Linked DNA regions of Mus musculus: region 1 is linked to region 2. The links are chromatin contacts, called in public ChIA-PET maps. All regions are on one chromosome and are shown on one strand. The core of a region is the stretch at or near the end of the contact, and the rest is flanking DNA. Distances in the headings are between cores, read along the strand shown.

Region 1 (3,029 bases), core at 100-2,599, 140 kb after region 2:
TTCCACACAGCCCCCGACAGATACCTAGAGAAGTAACACTGCTCACCAGGAGCTATCTTCCCCTACATGAACTCCCCGCAGCTCTAGATAGCCACGAAACCCAACTGCAGGAACATCAAGAGAGACAATATTCTACAGAAGCCCTTAACTAGACACAGATCTAGTCCAGCCCTCAACGTGCACGTGATACACACACACACCACACCACACCCCGTCCCAGCCCCATGACAATCCTATATAAACGGCTGTCTGAGGACTTGGACCAAGACAGCCCAGCTACCCAAAGCTGGAGTGGCCAGATCCCCAAAGCTCTGTGGGACCTGGGGGATTCCCCCACCCTCCCAGGATAGCCCGGCCGGGTACATCTTTCCACACCAGGTAAACAGGAAGCCTACCCTGTCCCCCAGGGGCCTGTGTCACTGTGGGAGCCAACAGCTGAGACAGCCAAGCAAAGGAGGCCGCTCCACCGCCCTTCCATTTAGAAGCCGCGGGGACATTTTATTTTCCTTCTCAAGTGACAGCCTAGACGCCCGCCCTCAGCGGCTCTCCTTGAAGCTGCAGAGAAGCAATCACAGGGAGGCCACCAAGGTCTCAGCTCCAGCAGCTCGGCTGCCACGGCCACGGCAGGAGGCGGATGGCGGCCACCTCACCCCTGCAGCCCTCCCAGGAGCAGGGCAGGGGCTGTGAAACCAAGGCCAAGAGGGCTGGTAGCACAGGGGTGGGATGGGGTGGAGGGGACACCACATGACAGGGCCTTAGTGACAAGAGTGAGGGGACACGGGCTGTACCAAGAGAATCACAAGGTCAGGAGGGAAACTGAAAGCAGAGCTGCCCCCCAAGTACACCTGCCTGCTCCCCAAGACATCAGGCCCCTTCAGTCTGGGTACAGTGATGGGGGGGGGGGGGCGCGAGCAGGGGGAAGGAGCTGACATCATGGGAACAATACCCAGAGCCACCATGTGGGCTTTGTACCAGCCACTGTAATGTCTCCTCAACCCTATGAGGAAAGTGACAGTCTTCCCGACTCCACAAATGGATAAACCCCCCCACAGCCCCAGAACCACAGGGACAGGGAGAAATGGGGGATGGGGAGCGGTACTCCATCCTCACTCGGGACTTGGGAACCTGGCCCTCCACCCATACACGTGGCTGCTCAGACAAGCCATCTAGCTTCTCACCCAGGGCAGGATGGGGATGGGGTGGGGAGGAGGGGAGGGGAGGGACCATCTACACAAGGCAGAACCAGAGGGAGCAATTAGAGGCCGAGGCCAGGATGAAGCCGCATCGACCGACCGCCTTCCCAGGGAAAGGGCCTCTCTGTGGTCAGAGGAAGTCTGGCTCACAGCCAAACACAGGGCCAGGCCAGGACAAACCGGGCCGGGAGCCCACAGAGGCCCAGGCAACCCGAGACACCATCTGCTATCCACCTGTCCGTCAGCCATCACGCACATGGGCCCAGCCCCATGCAAACCTTCACTCCCAACAAGTGCCGCTCTGGTATTATTACTACTATTGTAACTAGTTTTGTTTTTCTGAGCAGCTAGGGGTAGGGTAGAAGAACCTAGGCCCCCAGGCATGTCAGAGCAAGCACCCTACCACTAAGCTACTACATCGCCAGCACATTTTACCACGTTCCACGCAGGGTGGGGGGGACGACACAGGAAAAAGGGTCAAGGCCCCACAGAGAGGACTTAACCTTCCCAGCTGTCTCTGTGTACTCCTGGCCTGGGGAACAAGGTGGGGCAGAGACCAGGAGAGCAGATGGGGGGTGCTGCCCTTGGGGCTCATCTGCAGAGAGGACATAGCATGGCTGCTCACAGGCCTGGGTCGGAAAACAGCCAACAATCCCCACCAAGCTTGCTCCAGGAGGCTCAATCCAGTGCCTAGGCAAAGTCAGGCTTCCTGCAGAGGGTCCCAGTCTCAGCCCATGGAAGAGGAACAGGCTACTAGAGGCTGAATGTGCTGGGCCAGGGGCTGCGGCGGAGATCAGGGCCACGATCGATCTCCAGAATGCAATTAATTGCCTGGGTCAAGAGGCGGATTAAAGAGATCTGTCACCCGGGGCTCAGGGGACAGTCAAGAGTCTCGAAACCAGAGATAGAAGAGGCAGCTGGCATGGAAGGGGTCGTGTGGGAGGCAGACCCTTCCTACTCCCCATTCACAAAGTCCCCTGTGTGAGCTGACACTGCCTGCCACGGTTGTCTACCTCACGGTGCCCAATGCAGATCCAGGAGGAAAATTCCCTCATACCCCTGCAGTAAGGATCAGCCCTAAGAGACTGGCTCGGCATGCTCTGCCCTGTTCTCGCTGCAAGCTGGGGTTACCCTGAGTCACCTCCATGCGTCCACACTACCAAATGAGGTAACATCTCAGCACCCCTCCACCCTCCACGCCACACCACACCACAGCTTTGCCGCTCTGTGTTCTGAGATGTTGATCCCAGACTCTCTCTTGGGCTGATCATACAATCAGAGAAACTGAGGCTCAAGGAGGCCAAGGTGGGGGAGACACTATTCCTAGAGGCTCAGCATGTGTTTGGAAGCCAAGGTCACATGGGCTAAGGGGAAAGAGAGGCCCAGCACTCTGCACTCCAGGAGTGACCAGGAACGATGTACAGCCTGGTCCAGATAGGTTTCTGCTTTGGGCTGTGACTCTCCCAGAACCACTGGGAGGCTGTGTGCCAGGTCCAAGGGACTCCAGATCCCAGACACAAGCGAGGAAGCCTGCCCATCACAAGGACAGCGGTCAAGCTCATCCCTGGCCAGCAAGATGGGCCTGGAGCCTTACAATCTGGAACCAATTCTTAATCTTAGGAGAGGGTGAGGCTCAAACTCAAATTCTACCACTACCATTTTCTGGCTGGCCTGACATCCTGTCTCTCATCTTACAGTGCCGCTAAGCCACAAGGCTACAAGGTGCCGAACCAGGTAGATTAATAAAGAAAATGTGGGCTGGAGAGATGGCTCAGCAGTTACGAGCACTGACTCTTTTTTTCCTGAGGTCCTGAGTTCAATTCCCAGCAACCACAT
Region 2 (3,016 bases), core at 489-2,988:
AGCCTTCATGATCAGACTCCTGCCTATGGCTGCTTCAGATCTCCTTTCCTTTATCAGACCCAGCAGCCACCTCCCAGCAGAGCCAAGGTGGGTTTCATTCCAGAGACTTGGGACCCTCTGCCATGGCATCCCTCCCTGGCTGCCCAGGCTAGGAGCTAAGGATGAGTGCAAGGCAGGAACCTTGGCAGAAAGAGTATGACTGCCAGATGAAGACTCTGGTACGGGCCTGCCTGGTTGCTTCCCACACCCCTCTCTTTGAATGGCTGGCCTCTGAGGGCACTAAACCAGCCACCTGGCAGCGGGGTAAGGCCAAGTGAGTTCAGCCCAGGCCTTTGTGGACCAACTGTCAAACCAGCTCTGGAGCCAGGTGGCAGACTGGGGACAGCAGGCTGGGGTGTCACAACATGTACAGATGGGTATGGATGGATGTAGAGGGGCCCCAGGCCCCAGGATGGAGCAGATCAACTGACTCAGTGCAAAGACTGGAAGCCCTCTCAGCCCTGCTTCGAGAGTTGGTTTAAATGTCACCCTGTCACAAATGAGGTAAGGGAGCCTCACCTGAAGAGCTGTCCCAACGGTTTTGATGTGGGAAGGCACACCTGGATTGTGGGCAGCACCTTCAGGCAGCAGCCAGGTACAAAAGGAACTGCCAGGAAGGCGATCACCTCGCCCTTCACTCAGAGCGGCTCTGCCTCATTGATAGCACTGCTAACCCCATGGCTGACGGTACAGCCAGGCTAAGCTTTCCTGGCGGCCTGGGGACCAGCGGCTCTCTAGAAACCTTCTGAGCTTCCAGGTGCCAGATTGGCACTCTTACTCAGTGACTTAAGGGTCATCGCCTTGCAGTGAGAGGCAAGCTGTTCTGGGACAACTCTGAGGCACTCAGGTCCAAGGACCACACAAACTGTTCTCAGCATCGTGGGTGGGGCTTGGCTGTGTTACTATTTTAAAGCTCACTCAAGGAGCTGGAGAGATGTGTTCGGGGGTGCCCTTCCAGAAGACCCAGGGTTCAGTTCCTGGCACCCACATTGGTGGCTCACGAGCACCTGTCTCTAGTCTGAGCTCTGCAGATACCAGGCAAGCACTGTGGTGCAGATATACACAAAGACCAAACATTATAACACATGTGAAATATAAATAAAACAAATATTTTAAAAAGCTTATTCTTAATAAATTCTGCTATACACATATGTATATACACATACATACACGTATGTATATGTTTGTATATATACAAATACACATATATACACATACGTATATATACACATATACACACGTATGTATGTGTAACACACAAATTCCTGAGCAATGGTTCTCAACCTGTGGGTTGCAACCCCTTAGAGGCAGCCCTTTCATAGGGGTGACATATATCAACTATCCTGCATATCAGATATTTATGCTATGATTCACAACAGTAGCAAAACCAGTTATGAAGTAGCAATGAAATCTATGGTCAGGGGGTCACCACAACGCGAGGAACTGTATTCAAGGGTCACAGGAACAGAAAGGTTGAGAGCCACTGCTCTAGAGAACCCTGATTACAACAGGCACCAAGGTGGCAGCAGGGCTCTGTTGGAGTTTCTTAGATCAAACCCAAAGAGGTAGGTGTGGCCATTTCGGTCAGGTTCAAGAATACTTACCGCTGACACAACAGGCAGGATCAAAACAGTGCAGAGCAAGAAGCAAGAGTCCCCAGGACACCCTCACTGTGGGGGGGAAGGGCACACTGTGGGTGTGACTGGCGGAAATTTACACCCACAAGAAAGAACAGGAGAGGCTAAGCCACAGGCAGGGACCCCAATGCCTACTACGAGACAGTAATCTTCACCCCGTAAGTACCACACACTGTCACCGTGAAGAATGCAATGACTACTCTCCTGTGACAAGGGTGAATGCCCAGGACCCTTTTCCACGGGTATGAACACCTCCACATAGTCACCGTATAATACAGGTACTGGCTGGCTTCCCCAACAAGTGTGAACACCCCTGTACGATGACCACTGGTGTGAATGACCAATGGGTCCCCCACCGGTGTGAACATCCAGCAAGGTATCGACGACACAAGTACCTGGTGGCTTCCTCATACGTGTGCATGCAGGATGCCCTCTGGTGGCACTGTACTTAGGGGTCAATGTTCACTGCTCAGTGCTGACTTTAAGGAACACTCCCCTTGACTCCTGTGGCTGCCTGCTGCCCAGTGAGAAGCAGAGTAGAAACGTTGTCACTTGAGTATATTTGCTTTCTAATTGGAACAACATGTGTAAATGACAGAATGCCGCCGTGCACAGAGAGCGGCCACAGAATACGCATCAAGTCCATTTTGCCCAAGGAAGGGGGTGGGGGGGAAGGGCACAGTGCCGTGTGCCGGAGCCCCTGACCCCCAAGTCCTGCGTATGGTGGGGCCACCGCCTTGGCTGGCACGTGCCTCTGAAACAGTAGGTAGAGACCAAAGCACAGCGGCAGAAACACGGGCGAGTCCTTCCTTGTGTGAGACGTCTGAATTAACTCATTGAAGGTATCAAAAATATACCCTGTAAGCCAACACCATTTACACGTGCCTTCCCTCCCGTTGCCACAGCAACAGGCCGGGAAACGGTCCAGTTCCTGCAAGCATCCGTGCCCCAGGCCAGGCCTGGCCCCTTGTGCACCCACCTGGTCTGATGGGCTCCCAGTCTTGTGGGCTGGGTGGCCTTTGGAGACTGCGATGATGACAGCATTAGGGCAGGATAAGCTGGGAACGTCTGTCTGTCCAGAGCGCAAGCGGGCTGGGGGCAGAGGGAGGGGCAGGACCACGCGAGAGTTCAGCTTAGACTTTGGTTCCAAATGCGGTAAGGGGCGAGGCGGTGGCATGGAGGTGCCTGGTCAGCCTGTGGTGGGTCCCCGCTGCCCCAGATGCACGAGTGCGACTGACACACGATTGCTGTCCCCCCCCCTCCTGGCCCGCTGTCCCTCCCCTCCTGTCCACTCCCCTCTCGAGCACCAGGTAAACATCCCCTGAGTGTAAGGTCACTGC

The links. ChIA-PET counts read pairs in DNA pulled down with a chosen protein or histone mark.
Region 1: a contact with region 2 is called in an RNA polymerase II ChIA-PET map of memory CD8 T cells, with 28 read pairs. The contact joins two enhancer-like sites. A contact is called at or near these places in 3 of 115 datasets of contacts at active chromatin or transcription factors (embryonic stem cells, memory CD8 T cells and pancreatic cancer cells) and 2 of 9 other capture datasets (adipose tissue and liver).

What each region holds. Positions count from the first base shown.
Region 1 is chr5:125,158,177-125,161,205 of GRCm38.p6, forward strand. All of the region lies in intron 1 of Ncor2 (nuclear receptor co-repressor 2), which reads right to left. Among named protein-coding and RNA genes, the nearest start is that of Ncor2, 20 kb to the right of the region's middle. Within about 2 kb of position 1,350, at least 211 of the 459 cell types and tissues checked have an H3K27ac peak or open chromatin away from gene starts, as enhancers often do. A contact at or near this core is called in memory CD8 T cells, where this site is marked.
Region 2 is chr5:125,014,938-125,017,953 of GRCm38.p6, forward strand. Ncor2 (nuclear receptor co-repressor 2) reads right to left here. Exons shown (of 47, transcript NM_011424.3): 47 at 2,216-3,016. Among named protein-coding and RNA genes, the nearest start is that of Rflna, 13 kb to the left of the region's middle. Within about 2 kb of position 1,739, at least 25 of the 459 cell types and tissues checked have an H3K27ac peak or open chromatin away from gene starts, as enhancers often do. A contact at or near this core is called in memory CD8 T cells, where this site is marked.